Linked DNA regions of Mus musculus: regions 2, 3 and 4 are each linked to region 1. The links are chromatin contacts, called in public Hi-C and promoter capture Hi-C maps. All regions are on one chromosome and are shown on one strand. Each heading gives the region's core, a stretch centred on a gene start, on an enhancer-like site or on the middle of the called end of the contact. The rest is flanking DNA. Distances are from core to core; before and after follow the strand shown. Region 1 holds the start of Hivep1 (human immunodeficiency virus type I enhancer binding protein 1). Region 2 holds the start of Nol7 (nucleolar protein 7). Region 3 overlaps Tfap2a (transcription factor AP-2, alpha). Region 4 holds the start of Gfod1 (glucose-fructose oxidoreductase domain containing 1).

Region 1 (3,271 bases), core at 515-3,014:
TCAAACGCTCTTAGCATTGCTGTATCTTGGAGACATCCTGGGTTCATGGATACATTTCTGTTGTCTTCAGCAAATATTGAGTTAAAAATTTCTCTCTGGCACTTAACTTTTTTTTCTTCTCTTTCTGTTTCAAGTAACAAAAACTCGACTTCTGAAGACTTTTTGTTTTTAATCTTAACACATTATCTATGTCTGCATGTTTATCTTTTGGTTCAAACAGCTCGGCTGGGGGAGGGGAACTACATTATATGTTTTATGAATCCTACCCATTGGGTATTTCATTTAATAAAATAGAAGACATCTTACTGGAATATTAAAATGGTACTCTTTCATTGTAAGGCTGACATAGTATTACCCACCACCCGAGCTTTCTAGCTGCATAATCTTTGCTCCTATGACCAAATTTACTTTTTGGTAGGCATATTTTCTTCCTCTGCAAAACATTATTTTTGGCTCTAAGCTTGCCATTACCAAGTATTCCATTTTTAATAATTTCCATTCTGGGGCTTTGTGCTTTTCTTAGCTCCAGCAAGCTAGAGGTAGGACTTCCTCGGGGGATTTTAGGGGTCAACCGTTAGCAGGAACGACCTGGACATCTTTATGAAAGCCTAAGGGAGCAAAACAAGTTTGCACAGATGGTCAGCTGTTAGTGGGCGTATGATCGCTTAACAAAGAATATTTTTGTTTTGCGCCTTTTTTTTTTTAACACCTTATTCTTTCCAACTTTGAGGTGGCCCGTACAATCTTCTATCGGCTTTTTTTTTTTTTTGTGGATGCGTGTAATTTTTAAGTTCAAACTGCTAGTATTATGCCTACCCTTGAAAACCTGCTTCGTTCCCCAGAGTCAGCTCTCCTGATATTTCCAGAAGTTTCCAGTTCCCGTTCTCTAACGCTTTCTAGCAGCCGGGGTCAAACTCTGGTTTGTAATAAATTAGTCTGTCTTCCCTGTTCACTCCCCCAGAGTTCCAGAAGCCTGCTGGGTGGCTCCGCCCCGCACCCCCTCTTCGGCTTCCAAAGTTCCCTCGCGGGTTAGTCCCCAGCTGACAGGCAGCTAAGGAGGGGTTAACTGCGCTCGCCGCTGCTTAGGCTCTGGGAAGCACCGGCTCTCTCCGGAATAACCTTGGCTTTCCTCGGTCTTTTAATAGAACATCCGCCACCAAAAAAGTGGTTTCAGTTTAGGGCTTAATAACACGTCCCCTCTGACCCTCCAAGTCAACAACCCAGCCCCCTTTCATTCTCTCTCTCTTTTTTAAAAGTTATTTTTTAAAGTTAATGCGTTTCAAGTTTCACTATGATTTTCCCCTTCCCTCTACGCGGAGCAGAGGAAACCCCCTTGGGGTCCCCCCTCCCTCCAGGGTCCTCCTCCTCCTCCTCCTCCCTACCAGGGCCAGGGCGAGGGGCGGGGCTGGGAGACACCATGACGTCACCGGGCCGGCCCACAGCCTGCTCTAGAAAGTCAAAAGACGGTAAAGAGAATCCGGCCCCGCCCGGCCCCGCCCCTCCTCCCGGGCCAACCGCCCCCGACTGCGGCCCGGCCGGGCTTCCCCGGGCCGCGGAGCCCCGCCTCCGCTGCCGCCCCGCCCCGCCCCGCCCTTCGGGCCGCGCCTCCTCCTGCGTCCTGGGTCCCCGCGGCGGGGCCTGCGGCGGGCGGGCGGGCGGGCGGGGCGGCAGGGGGCCCCGGGCCGGCTTCACAGGAGCCCGCCCTCCCGCCGCAGCCCCCGCCCCGCCGCCCCCGGGGATCCCCTGCTGCCCCGCCCACGCGCGGGGGGAAGCCGCCGACCTTCGCCCTGGCCGCCCTCGCGCTGCCAGCCGTCCTCACGGACACCCGGGAGAGGTAAAGGCCGCTCTCCCGCCGGGTTCCACTCGGTCCCTCCCGCGCCCAGCTCGCGCCTCGGTGCCCGTCGGGAGGAGGCTCCGCTTGTGCTGATGTCCCGGTTGTCAAGTGCAGCGCAGTTCCCGACGGGTGCGGGGCCGGGCGCGGCGGTGGGGGCGCTGCACCCGGGAGAGCGCGGCGCGGGGGGCGGGGGCCGGGACCACCTCCCCCTGGCGGGCGGGCGCGCGGGTGTGCGTGTGAGTGAGTGTGTGCGCGTGTGCCGGCGCCGACCTTGCGGAGGGGATGCTGCGTGCGGGAGCCGCTTGCCACTTCGGCGGGTCCTGGCCGCACGGGCGGCGGGAGCTGCGGTCCTGCGAGCCCAGCAGGTACGGAGGGCCGGCCTCCTGGTCGCCGCGGCCGCTTCTCGCAGGAGGGCTCGGCGGGGCTGCGGGAGACCAGGCCGCGGCTTCCGCACCTCCCGGCTTTGTGGCTCGCTTTCCCTTTCGGTCTTTGCCCGGAGTGCCTGTTTACTCCGGGCCACCTGGGTAGTTTCCCTCCCCGTAGGGCGCGCGCCCGCCGCTGGTGGGTCGGGGCCGGTGGGTAGGGGCGCGGGGCGGCTTGGGCTCGCCGCGGGGTCGGGCTCCAGCCGGAGTTGCGGCTAGAGAGGGGAGGGGGCTGTGGCGAGGCTGGCGCGAGGAGGAGTCTCAAGGCTGCTGCTCTCGCCGACTCTGTCCTCCTCCTCCTCCTCCTCCTGCTCTCCGCATCCACTCTAGGCTCCTTCCGGAGCTGGCACTTCCATTCCCCCCTCCTTCTGGCATGCGAAGCGCTTTGTTCAGTGCAGCGTTGCAGAGGGGTTTTCCCAGGCTCCGCCCTCCACATTCATTCATGTTTTTTCTCCTTGTGACTGTCTTTACGCTTTTTTGATTGTGTCCTGTTTTTGCACCTTGTAGTATGTATTTCTTTCTCGAGAAAGAATGGTCGATCACTGGTCCTAGTCGCCACGGTGGTGCTGTCGTCTTTGAAAATAACCACTTCTCCACCGCGGATTTAAATGTGGGCTGGACAGCTAGGGACAGGGGGGCTGGAGGCTGCAAAACCGGGTCGCACAAAGCTGTTACAGGTTGGGAATTTGCATATTTTAACATTTAAGCTTGGGAGCTGTGGGAGGTCACGTGATCGGCTTACAATCCGAGTTCACGCTTTAAAAACTTCGTAATATCGTGACCGCTTAAAAGCTTTAGTTTTAATACGGAACGGAACACTTACAGCTTTATCTTTAAATTCTCTGTGCAGTCAAAACCTTTTTGGATGCTATAGCTGATGCCTCTGTGGTAGGGGGAGTTGAGGAGCTCTATCTTTCACCCATCATTGACCGTCCTGTTTCTTATTCTTCCCCTGGCGTTAGATTGGGGATAGTTTGTGTTATGCCGACTAATAGCCGTGTTAAGAGCCGTGTTG
Region 2 (3,271 bases), core at 406-2,905, 1.3 Mb after region 1:
ACTGGAGGTGGTAAGCTGAAGCTAGGGAGCTAGTTATAATTTCAGTGATACCTTTCCAAGGTGTGTGTCTGTGTGTCTGTCTGTATGCAATGGCTATGCGTACTGCAGGGGCCAAAGCCCTTGGAGCCCCTGGAACTAGTCATAAGTGGTTATGTAGCGGGCGGTGGTGGCGCACGCCTTTAATCCCAGCACTCTGGAGGCAGAGACAGGAGGATTTCTGAGTTCAAGGCCAGCCTGGTCTACAAAGTGAGTTCCAGGACTGCTAGGGCTACACAGAGAAACCCTGTCTCGAAAAACAAAACAAAACAAAACAACAAAAAAAAGTGGTTGTGTGCTGCTTGACATAGGTACTAGAAACTGAACTAAGGTTCTCTGGAAGAGCAAGCAGTAAGTTGAAGTTCTCTTAACTGCCGAGCCGTCTCTCCTGCCCTCTGTGACACTTTAATGCGGCATCTACACGTATGGACCATCACATGCTTTTGGTAGGTTGTCACCGGGCTTCAGTTTAACCTCTCTCAATGCTAGTTACTGTAGGGGTCTGCTGATGCAAACATTTGTTTTCTTGCAATAGGTTTCACTTTAGTTCAGGCTGGCCCAGACTTTAAGATGTTCTTGCTTCGGCTTCCCGAGTGCTGGGATTTCAGGCGTGCACTACTCTGCCGGACTCAGAGAATGTTTTTCATTTGTATTTTCTATCTGACCGAGCCCAGACGTTTCAGAGCCACCCTCCCCATCCTTCTCTGCCTACGATGTCTCTAGCAGTTCTTGTTTTGTTTTGTTTCTGAGACAGGGTTTCTCTGTGTAGCCTTGGCTTTCCTGGAACTCACTCCATAGACCAGGCTGGCCTAGACTCACAAGAGTTCCTCCTGCCTCTGCCCCGCACCACTAGGATGAAAGGCATGCACCACCACCTACAGGCCTTGTTTTGATCTTTTTATCCACACTTATTTGTTCTTTTTAAATTGGAAACTGCTTCTAAACAAGAGGGGGGGGGGGATAAGGTTTAGAAGTAGGAAGTATATATGTTAACTAACCATTTGTCGAACATATAGTGTGACATTAGAAATCAATGACTTTAGAATGGTAGAAGCAACAGCCAGGTGACTTGAGTATTTAGAGAATAGTGTAACTAAACATGCCATGGTCTCTGGGTGGGACGTTGAAAGTCAACCGTTCTGCGTAGGGGAACACATATCAGAGAGGACAGCTCATCCAAGTGCACGGATAGATTAGGGAATGAAGAATCATTTCCTACTGTATAGCTGGTAAAAGACATCACGTGGGCCATGTATTCCCAAAAAATATATGGGCAGAGGATTGCAAGGGTTGGAGGGGGTGGGGGTGGTGATGGGGGTGGGTCGTACACAATACATACAGGGATGCATCTCACAAGCAACGATGGTCATTTATTTCGTTATTTATTATACCCTTGCCTCTGTTCCATAGATCTAAGCAACCTGGGGGAGAAAAAAAAAAAAAAAAAAAAAAAAAGGCGGCGACACCTAGCAGCACGAAACCACGCCCTCTTACCCCCCCCCCCCGTCTCAGCCATGAAAAGCCCCGCCCTCCCGCGCACGCGCCTCAGCACGTTTCGCGGCCTCCGAACCAGCAGAGGGCGTAGAGAGCGCGCACCGCGCACGGCTGCTTCCGGGTCAAGGGTCAGACAGCCGCCTTTCCGTTTGCCATGGTGCAGCTCCGGCCCCGCTTGTCGCGTATTCCCGCGCCGGCTGAGGCGATGGTGGACGAGGACCAGGCGGCCTCGGAGGAGGAGGAGGCGGAGCACGGCCTGCTGCTCGCGCAGCCTAGCAGTGGCGCGGCCGCCGAGCCCCTGGACGAGGAGGAGGACGCGGACGACGAAGCCCCGGAGGAGCTGACTTTCGCCAGCGCCCAGGCGGAAGCCCGGGAGGAGGAGCTGCGCGTGCGCGCGAGTGCTCGCAGGTGCAGCGCCCGGGAATGTTGGCGCCTCGGGACTCCCCAGGCTCGGCCGGCGCTGACCCGACTCCTTTCCTTCCAGGGATAAAACGCTGTTGAAGGAGAAGAGGAAACGGCGCGAGGAGCTGTTCATCGAACAGAAGGTTGGACGCGGGACTTGTCGCTTATGTAAACTCGGCCGGGGCTAGAGTTCCCTTGCTAAAAGCTCCTTAAAGGATAGGGTACTGGAGAGGTGCAAGGGCCATTGGCGTTTCTTGGAGTCTGCCGTAATTCAAAGTAGGCGTGGAAGCACTGACACTCATCTATCCCTGACAGTAGGTCTTACAGGCTTCCAGAGGTGGTGAGGTTTGCTTGAGTTTTTAAAATTCTAGGCTGGAGCTAATGATTTCTTTTTTCGCACCCCAGAGATCTGATTTCGAGTGGCCATACCTAAATACCTTTCAGTTAGTAGCCGGGATACTTGAACGTTGAGCTACTTTGGGTAAAATGACAGGGAATGTATTGGGCTTTCTTTTCTTTTCTTTTTTTTTTTTTTTTTTTTTTTTTTCTTCCGAGACAGGGTTTCTCTGTATAGCCCTGGCTGTCCTGGAACTCACTTTGTAGACCAGGCTGGCCTCGAACTCAGAAATCCGCCTGCCTCTGCCTCCTGAGTGCTGGGATTAAAGGCGTGCGCCACCATGTCCGGCCTGTATTGGGCTTTCTAAATCCAGTCTTAATGTTGTCGGTTTAGAGGCAGCAGGGACGTATTCACAGATTGGCCCGAATTCAGGACTGTTCGAAATGAGTAACGTTAGAAGTTATCTCCAGGCATACCTGTACCTCACTTTAACTTGTCATCAAATGTCTTTATCCCCAAAGAAAAGAAAGCTGCTTCCAGATGCTGTATTAGAGCAGCTAACTACAGCTTCAGAGGCCGAGTAAGTATTGCAGTTTCTACGTGCATAAAGTCTGTAGACCCTAAGAAATTCTCCCCAAACTTAAAAGCTACACAGTGCTTTTGGAGTTCCTCAACTTTGTCTAGCAAGATAGATGGTAAGTAAGTGACTGAGAACATTTAGTGTTGCAGCAGGAACTTAAACCCAGACTTTCCTTTAGCTTGCTCTACCTGCCGCCACCCCTTTCTCTGTTCCTCATTTCGTTTAGCAGCCGTGTTGCCAGTGCTTCAAACCCAAAGCTTGAGTTTACGCCCTGCTGAATTCACTCCTTGGTACATTCTTTTTGTTTTTCTAGACAGGGTTTCAGTAGCCCTGACTGTCATGTAACTCTTGCTCTGTAGACCAGGCTGACCTCAAACACAGATTTGCCTGCCTCTGCCTCTTGGTGCTGGGATTAAAGGTGT
Region 3 (3,271 bases), core at 276-2,775, 1.3 Mb before region 1:
ACACACACACACACACACACACAGTTCTGATTGCAAGAGTTGGAGGTATTCCTGAGTTCCACTGATAACTGTGTTGCTTTCCCTGTTGCTATAATCCCAGCAAAGCCCAGTGGGGTCTTTAAATTGTCTTCACAAGATCTGCTGTTAGGTTGTTCCCAGTGACCAAAGTTATCATCGCGCTCTCATTTCATGTCCTGGCTTTGATCCCAATGGGAAATGCACCTTGCCAAGTGTTTACATGCCATGTCAGGAGCATAACTGGAAATGTCAAGAGGCTGATGGCTGATATCAGCCTTCAAAATTTTTCCCTGATTTCAGAAACAATGGAGTCACTTCTAAATAGATGTCTAAATAGACTCCCATAATCAGAAAGTGGTTAAGATAAATTGTTTAAATAAAACAGCAAATTAATTAATTTCAGATTTTATTCCCTACTCAAGTGGGTCTTTAATTGTGTGGATTAGATTATACTCCCATAGGTGAGCAGTCTCCGATATTGGGGATGGGGGGAGGGGAGGAAAAAGCAGAGGGCAGAGAAAGATCTGTGACAGTAAAAGATAACTAAGGAAAGCCGCTGGTATTAACTCTGCAAAAACCCTCTTAGAGTATGTAGGTGGGCCATACCCACCAAGGCCCAACTGAGAGTTATTAATATACAGGAATAAAGTTAGACAACGAATTACAGGTCTTTTGTAGAGAGGAGAGTAAGAGACATACTCTTTGGCCAAATTTAATACTAGGCCTACAACTCACACCATTGGATAGATCCCTAAGAACACACCTGGCTCTGAAACTTTTCTCTCTTTAGACTCTACCTCCCTGGCCCTTGTGAAAAACAGGACTCACTCACTTCAGAGAGGTGAGACTCCTGTGTTAATGGATGCGACTACATATAATGAACAGAAACCTGTCACACATCACAGCAAATCAGAACGTCAAAAGAACACCCCCCCCCCCCCCCCCCCCGTACAGAGACTGGAGTGGAGGTAGAGGTTCCTTATGGCAGGAAGTGCCAGCAACCAGGGATGGGAGGCACGCAGCAAGCAGAAGTCACTCTCTTTCTTTACTTGAAAACCTGTCTGTTAAATCTCCACTCAAGACCCTACAGTGTAGTAAGGCAAAGCAAGGAGCCCGGAAGCTTTTCTGAGCTTGTAACCTGTGCGCAACCAGGGAAAAGGCAGCAGCACGGCGCCCCACGGCTGCCAAGGCTGGGACTGAGCCCCAGACGTAGAAAACTGCGCCTGCGTGCTGCAGAAAGCGGAGTTCCCGAGTGCGCAGGCGCGTTGCCTCACACCCCACCCCCGCCTTCAGCCACGCCCACAAAGCGCCACTCTTTTCTCTCCGCCCCTTTCACGTCGCGCGTGCAGTACAGCTACCGGCCCAGCGCAGGCGCACTGGGGCCGGGTTCCCGGGGTGGAGCGGGGCGGGGCGGGGCCGGGTGGGGCGGGGCGGGGCCGGTCCGAGCCTCACCTCCGCAGTACTCCGCCCAGGAGCGACGCGTTAAGACACTCGGGCGGTGAGAGGCGCCGCTGTACTTCCGCCACCGTGACCTTGTACTTCGAGGTGGAGCTGAGGAGCGACAGGCGACCCGGAACTGAACAGAAGACTTCGTTGGGGTTTACCACGCCACCGAAGAGGTTGTCCTTGTTAATAGGGATGGCGGAGACAGCATTGCTGTTGGACTTGGACAGGGACACGGGGCCTGCGAAGACAGATGCGGGCGCGTGTGGGGGGCGGACCGACCGAGCGCTGCTCAGCTCAGGAATCCCGAGGCGGCATCCTGCCCTGACCCTTGCAGCAAGCTGTCTAGAGATGGCTGATGCTGTCGCGACCCCCTAGGCTCTCAAAGGGCTCCGAAGTGATGCAGGAGCTTGGGTTTAGGGAGGCAACGAATGGGTTTTATGTGTAAACCCGAGACAGGGTTGGTGTAGTGGGGGTTTTGCTGGCGAAAGGCTCAGTGCCAAAAGAAATTGCTGTTAAAACCAGCAGACAGTTTCGATTGCTGCAGCAGCCAGTAAATGAACATTTCAGTAAGCTAGCAAGTGGTGGATTCTGTTATCACACACTACACGTCCGTCCTTTCATCAATAGACCCTTATGTTCCATTTAAAAGACACTCGGGCTTTGGAGATCATTCCAAGCCCGTGAACAGGACTCAAGAATAGGCCTACAGTTGAACATTAGGAATGCATCCTTTTGTTGAGCAAATACTAAATGAACCCTGTCTGTCTAAGCCCCTTCAAAGGGATGGGGGTTAGGATATATAATCAGTTAAAACCATAAGCTCTTCATTGTTGGATCTACCATTGTTAGAAAACAAATTCAAGACCATCAGAACAAGGGGTTCATTTCTTAACACATGAAATTCAGATGCACCTACAACCGTTTAAGTTCAATGCGTTTGTATCTTAAAATTCCACACAGAGACATATAATAATATGCACAGTCTCATCATAGCACCTCTCATGTTTTTGTTTTGTTTTGCCTTTAAATAGGGATATTCTACTTGTATGGGGAGGTGAGGGCCTCTAGGTTTTGGATAGATCACTTGTGACATTAATAGCTCTGGGGAGGCTAATAGAGACAATAGGAGTTAAACGAACTCGGGAGAGATTACTAATAAAAGAGCCAATTATCATGTCGACTTGGAAAGAGTACCTCTTAACATTTATCCCTTACACATCTAATTTGACATGACAAAGATTTCACAGATGCAAAAATGAAACTTTAAACTAGCTAACAATATACTGATTCGGGGGTTAGAAATGAGAACAGTTTTATATAGCATCATCCTCTGGTGGTGCCCAGAATCCTGAAGTACCTGCCACCATAACAACAAAAGTACTGCTGCTGCATTTAATACAAGAAACTTTATTTCTACCCACTAAGCACAATGCAGATGATAAACCCATGCAAATTATGTAACATCTTTCTTTTCTATATACATAGGTCAACAGTGGGCATCTTCAAGATACTAATTTTAACCAAAAGCTAAATTTTTGCTAACCTAATTCAAGTTTTAAAGCCTTGAAACTCAATCAAGAGACTAGAAACTAAATCAGAGATCTCGAAAGTTGTCCTCCCCTGATAGGGTGCATTTTTTCAATCTGACTTTTTATTAATATTAAATTATTTGTATTATTTCAGCTTGATACACTTTTGAACCCTCATGGCCTTTAACTGCACACAATTAATTAACTATGAGACTATTTCCAAATCGAAATGCCACTTCCAAATCAGGTCAACTAGTGCACATTTCACTTTGTGCAAA
Region 4 (3,271 bases), core at 309-2,808, 1.3 Mb after region 1:
CACCCACTCCTGGGAGACTGTGCCCAAAGGTTAAATTACAATCTTTACTAACCTCTGACACATCTGAGAGTGTTCTGATAGACCCGCCCACTCTCACTTGCTTCCTTCCAGAGCAGAAGAGATAATTCCAGCCAGCTGTCAGTTCTCTAATCTCACAGTAAACTCACTTACTGTGGAGGGAAACAAAACGATCCAAACTGGGTGCCACAGCTGCTCACAAACAGGTACACCCAGGAAAAACCCTGCCACCACGTGTGCGGCCCTTTATTCAAGGGTTCCTGGCCACGCGCTCTCCTTTTCCAGACGCACGCGCACCCACACACCAGAGCACTAACTAACGTATACAGCTGGGTACCGAGTTTCCCTCCTGGAACAGCAACCGGTCTTCTGTATCTGACCCATTCGGTTCCTATACCTAGAATCCAAGCCTATTCTAGCCTCCGCACCACACACGTGGGGATGCGCTTCCAGCTGGTATCAGGAGCGAAGCGTGGAGGTGGGGGAGGCCACCGACTGGAAAGGGGAAAGCTGGGACTAACAAGCTTGGGTTTGGGATTCCTGGGATATGTCCAATTGGAGAGAAGCGAAGAGCCGAGCTAAAGAAGAGAGGGCTGGGGGAGGGGTCGCTCACCCAGGGTTTTGACAGCGATCTGCCTAGTGAGCGGCGGCGGCAGGTTGATGCACACCAAGTCCACATCCTGGTGCAGGAGCACCTCGTCGATGCGGCTGGTGTAGAAAGGAACGCTCATCTCCTTGGCCAGCTCCTCGGCTTCTTCCTGCGTGCGGCCCCACAGCGCCTTCACCGCGAAGCCCTCATCTTTCAGCAGCGGGATGATGACTCGGGCTGTGAGGCTGGTGCCGAACACGCCCACCCCGGGAAGCATGGCTGCTCAGGTCCGCCCGGTTCTGCTGCTGCCGGGATCTCCAGTCGAACACCGGCGCACACGCCTCTCCGGCCGGTCCCGCAGTCCCCGGCTCCTCGACCGACCTCGCTGCGCTGCGCTAGCCGCCGAGCCCCGGGCAAGGCGCCCGAGTGCGGTGGCGTGACAGCGCACCGAACCACAGACCCTGCAGGCTCCGGGAGCCTCAGCGCGGTGACTGCTGCAGTGCCCGCCACTCGGGGCTCGTGTCCTTCCCGGAGACAGCGGCAGGGACTCCGCCAGGACGCACGAGGCCCCGAAGCCCCGTGGAGCCCGGGCTCAGGCAGCGCTCCCGCCGCAGCGCCGGCCGGCTCCGTGCGCCCCGCGGAGGCCGCCCCATGGCCGGCTCATCCCGGCAGAATCTCTCTCCCGGATGGCGCTCCCGCTTCACCACCCTCTGTGGGCTGCGGATCTTCTTTTTCCCCAAGTCCTTGGTAACGAATGGAACCCAGAGGCCACCCGGAGGCCGACTAAGGATGAGGCTCGTAGTGTACCAGGCGCCGATCCCGAGCAGCAGCACCGCAGCGGCGGACACCACCCGGCGCCAGGCTCCTCATTCTGCTGCCATATTCGCTCGCTCGCAGCGCGCCTTGGGCGGCCTCGGCCCCGCTCGGGCTCGGGCTCCGGCTCCGGGATCCCGCGGGTACGAGGGCGGAGTTGGCGACTTTGACTGTCAGCGGCCGGGGTTCCTGCACCGCCCTTGCGGTAGCGCCGTGCTCCATTGGCCGCCAAGCGTCGCCCCCGCCCTTGTCTCCGCCGCCCAAGGCACTCGTTGCGCTCAGCGCCCGGCCCCTGGAACCCGCTTTGACTCCTCCCCGGCCCCGCCTGTCTCGCCTGCTGCCCCCGGGTGGCTTCCCTTTCTCTGCGCTCTCCGCCTCCGCGGCCGCCTCCTCCTCGTTGTGCTCCAAGCTCCGCCCAAGCAAGCAAATAAATCTATCAAAGCAGGGCGCGCCCTTAATAGGCTAGGACTGGGTTCCTTGGAAAAGATTGGCGGATGCTAAGACCCCGGGGAGGCCGGAGGACCCCACGAAGTGTGAGCAGCGTGGTTCACAGTCTCCTCTCCCGGATATTTTTCTGTGCTCGCCACTGCTCTAGGAAGCTGTCCAGGCACTTAACCCTGAGGTTATTGGAAACTCGTTTCATTGATGAGAAAGTGAGCTCTGAGGAGGTTAAGGGACTTGCTCAAGGTGACACACATGAACAACAGTGCCAGGATCGGAAGGCAGACACCAGCATCTCGGCGCTGAACCCCTAGAGTTCTGACTCGCAAGTGTGCCAGCTCCAATCCCAAACCAACTCCACTCCTGAGGAGGCTCCACTGGTCACCTACTCCATGCTTGTGCCCATGTGGCATGGGCGACCTCACCCAGACTCCGCAGTGGCTGTGGCACGTGTGTCTAGAGTCTGGTCTTCCTTGTTTACTTCTGGCTGCCTGCCACTCCTGGCCACTGCCCTCTGTCAGCTTCAGTTCCCTGGCACAGCGCTTCTCCTGGCCTTTAATACATCTGCAGTCAGAATGCTGGGGACCATCAGTCCGAGATGCGTGGAAAGCCCTAACTGCGGTGGTGACTGAGTGAGCGTCTGATGGCTCAAGATATCCTCGTCACTTATCACGGGGCCTAAGGAGATAGTAGGCACTTGTCTAAGTACACAAATGGATGGATATTCACCACCTGTCACATTGTGCCCTCTTCGTACTGGGAGGGAGGAGTCAATGCCAAAGGGCAAGTGGACCTGCTCTTCTAGCTCAGTGTTTCTGGAAAGGTGAGGTTACTACTGTCTATTATGTTCATCCCTGGCCTTTAGCACTCAGAGGAAGAGACACGTGTCCTGCTTCAACATAAGCGTGGAAAACATGATACATCCGAGTGTTTAAAGCAACTGTAACAACTGGCACAGAGACGGGGCTCTTGGAGAGAGCTGTACACACACACACACACACACACACACACACACAAAGGCTGATGTGGCAATGGGAGGAGGCAAAGTTGACCTCAGGACGACATTATTAAAAAGGACAAAGTGCTCCGGGATTGGCAACAACCTGAACAGGGTCAGACAAAGAGCAGACAAGATATGCCTGCTGATGGTTAGCTGAGAAGTGCCTAAGGAAAAGGAGGCGTGCAGCCATGGCTGCCAGGGTGCTGCTTTGGAGCAGAGCGAGAGCCACGGTGTGCCGCCCCTGGACAGGTGCAAGGTGGGTGACTCCTGGCTTGCAGAGTCAGAAGCCAGAGCTGACTCTTGGCTCTGCCATTTACACCCTGTGGGACCCGGGACAAATGTCTTCTCTGTGTCCGTCTGTAAAGGGGGACAATAGCTAACACTAGAGAGGACCATGTGATTTGACAGTC

Evidence for each region. Promoter capture Hi-C pulls out the DNA fragments that hold promoters and counts their contacts. A called contact is a pair of places that touch in the nucleus more often than the background predicts.
Region 2: a contact with region 1 is called in a promoter capture Hi-C map of pre-B cells, with 2.6 times the contacts expected there. The contact joins the promoter of Nol7 here to the promoter of Hivep1 in region 1. A contact is called at or near these places in 2 of 39 promoter capture datasets (liver and pre-B cells).
Region 3: a Hi-C map of the G1E-ER4 cell line shows a contact between it and region 1, with 5 times the contacts expected there. The contact joins the enhancer-like site here to the promoter of Hivep1 in region 1. A contact is called at or near these places in 1 of 39 promoter capture datasets (hippocampal neurons) and 1 of 484 Hi-C or Micro-C datasets (the G1E-ER4 cell line).
Region 4: a promoter capture Hi-C map of pre-B cells shows a contact between it and region 1, with 2.9 times the contacts expected there. The contact joins the promoter of Gfod1 here to the promoter of Hivep1 in region 1. A contact is called at or near these places in 2 of 39 promoter capture datasets (neutrophils and pre-B cells).

The regions. Positions count from the first base shown.
Region 1 is chr13:42,050,257-42,053,527 of GRCm38.p6, forward strand. It overlaps Hivep1 (human immunodeficiency virus type I enhancer binding protein 1), which reads left to right and starts at 1,765. Exons shown (of 9, transcript NM_007772.2): 1 at 1,765-1,834. Gm28707 (a long non-coding RNA gene) reads left to right here. Exons shown (of 2, transcript XR_001780922.2): 2 at 1-311.
Region 2 is chr13:43,396,721-43,399,991 of GRCm38.p6, forward strand. Nol7 (nucleolar protein 7) reads left to right here and starts at 1,656. Exons shown (of 8, transcript NM_023554.2): 1 at 1,656-1,938; 2 at 2,015-2,075; 3 at 2,791-2,849. The coding sequence starts at 1,685.
Region 3 is chr13:40,721,621-40,724,891 of GRCm38.p6, forward strand. Tfap2a (transcription factor AP-2, alpha) reads right to left here. Exons shown (of 7, transcript NM_011547.5): 4 at 1,471-1,702. Among named protein-coding and RNA genes, the nearest start is that of Gm26688, 4.6 kb to the right of the region's middle. Within about 2 kb of position 1,526, at least 262 of the 459 cell types and tissues checked have an H3K27ac peak or open chromatin away from gene starts, as enhancers often do. A contact at or near this core is called in the G1E-ER4 cell line, where this site is marked.
Region 4 is chr13:43,302,614-43,305,884 of GRCm38.p6, forward strand. It overlaps Gfod1 (glucose-fructose oxidoreductase domain containing 1), which reads right to left and starts at 1,559. Exons shown (of 2, transcript NM_001033399.4): 1 at 632-1,559. The coding sequence starts at 884. Gm52047 (a long non-coding RNA gene) reads left to right here and starts at 2,871. Exons shown (of 3, transcript XR_003950636.1): 1 at 2,871-3,117.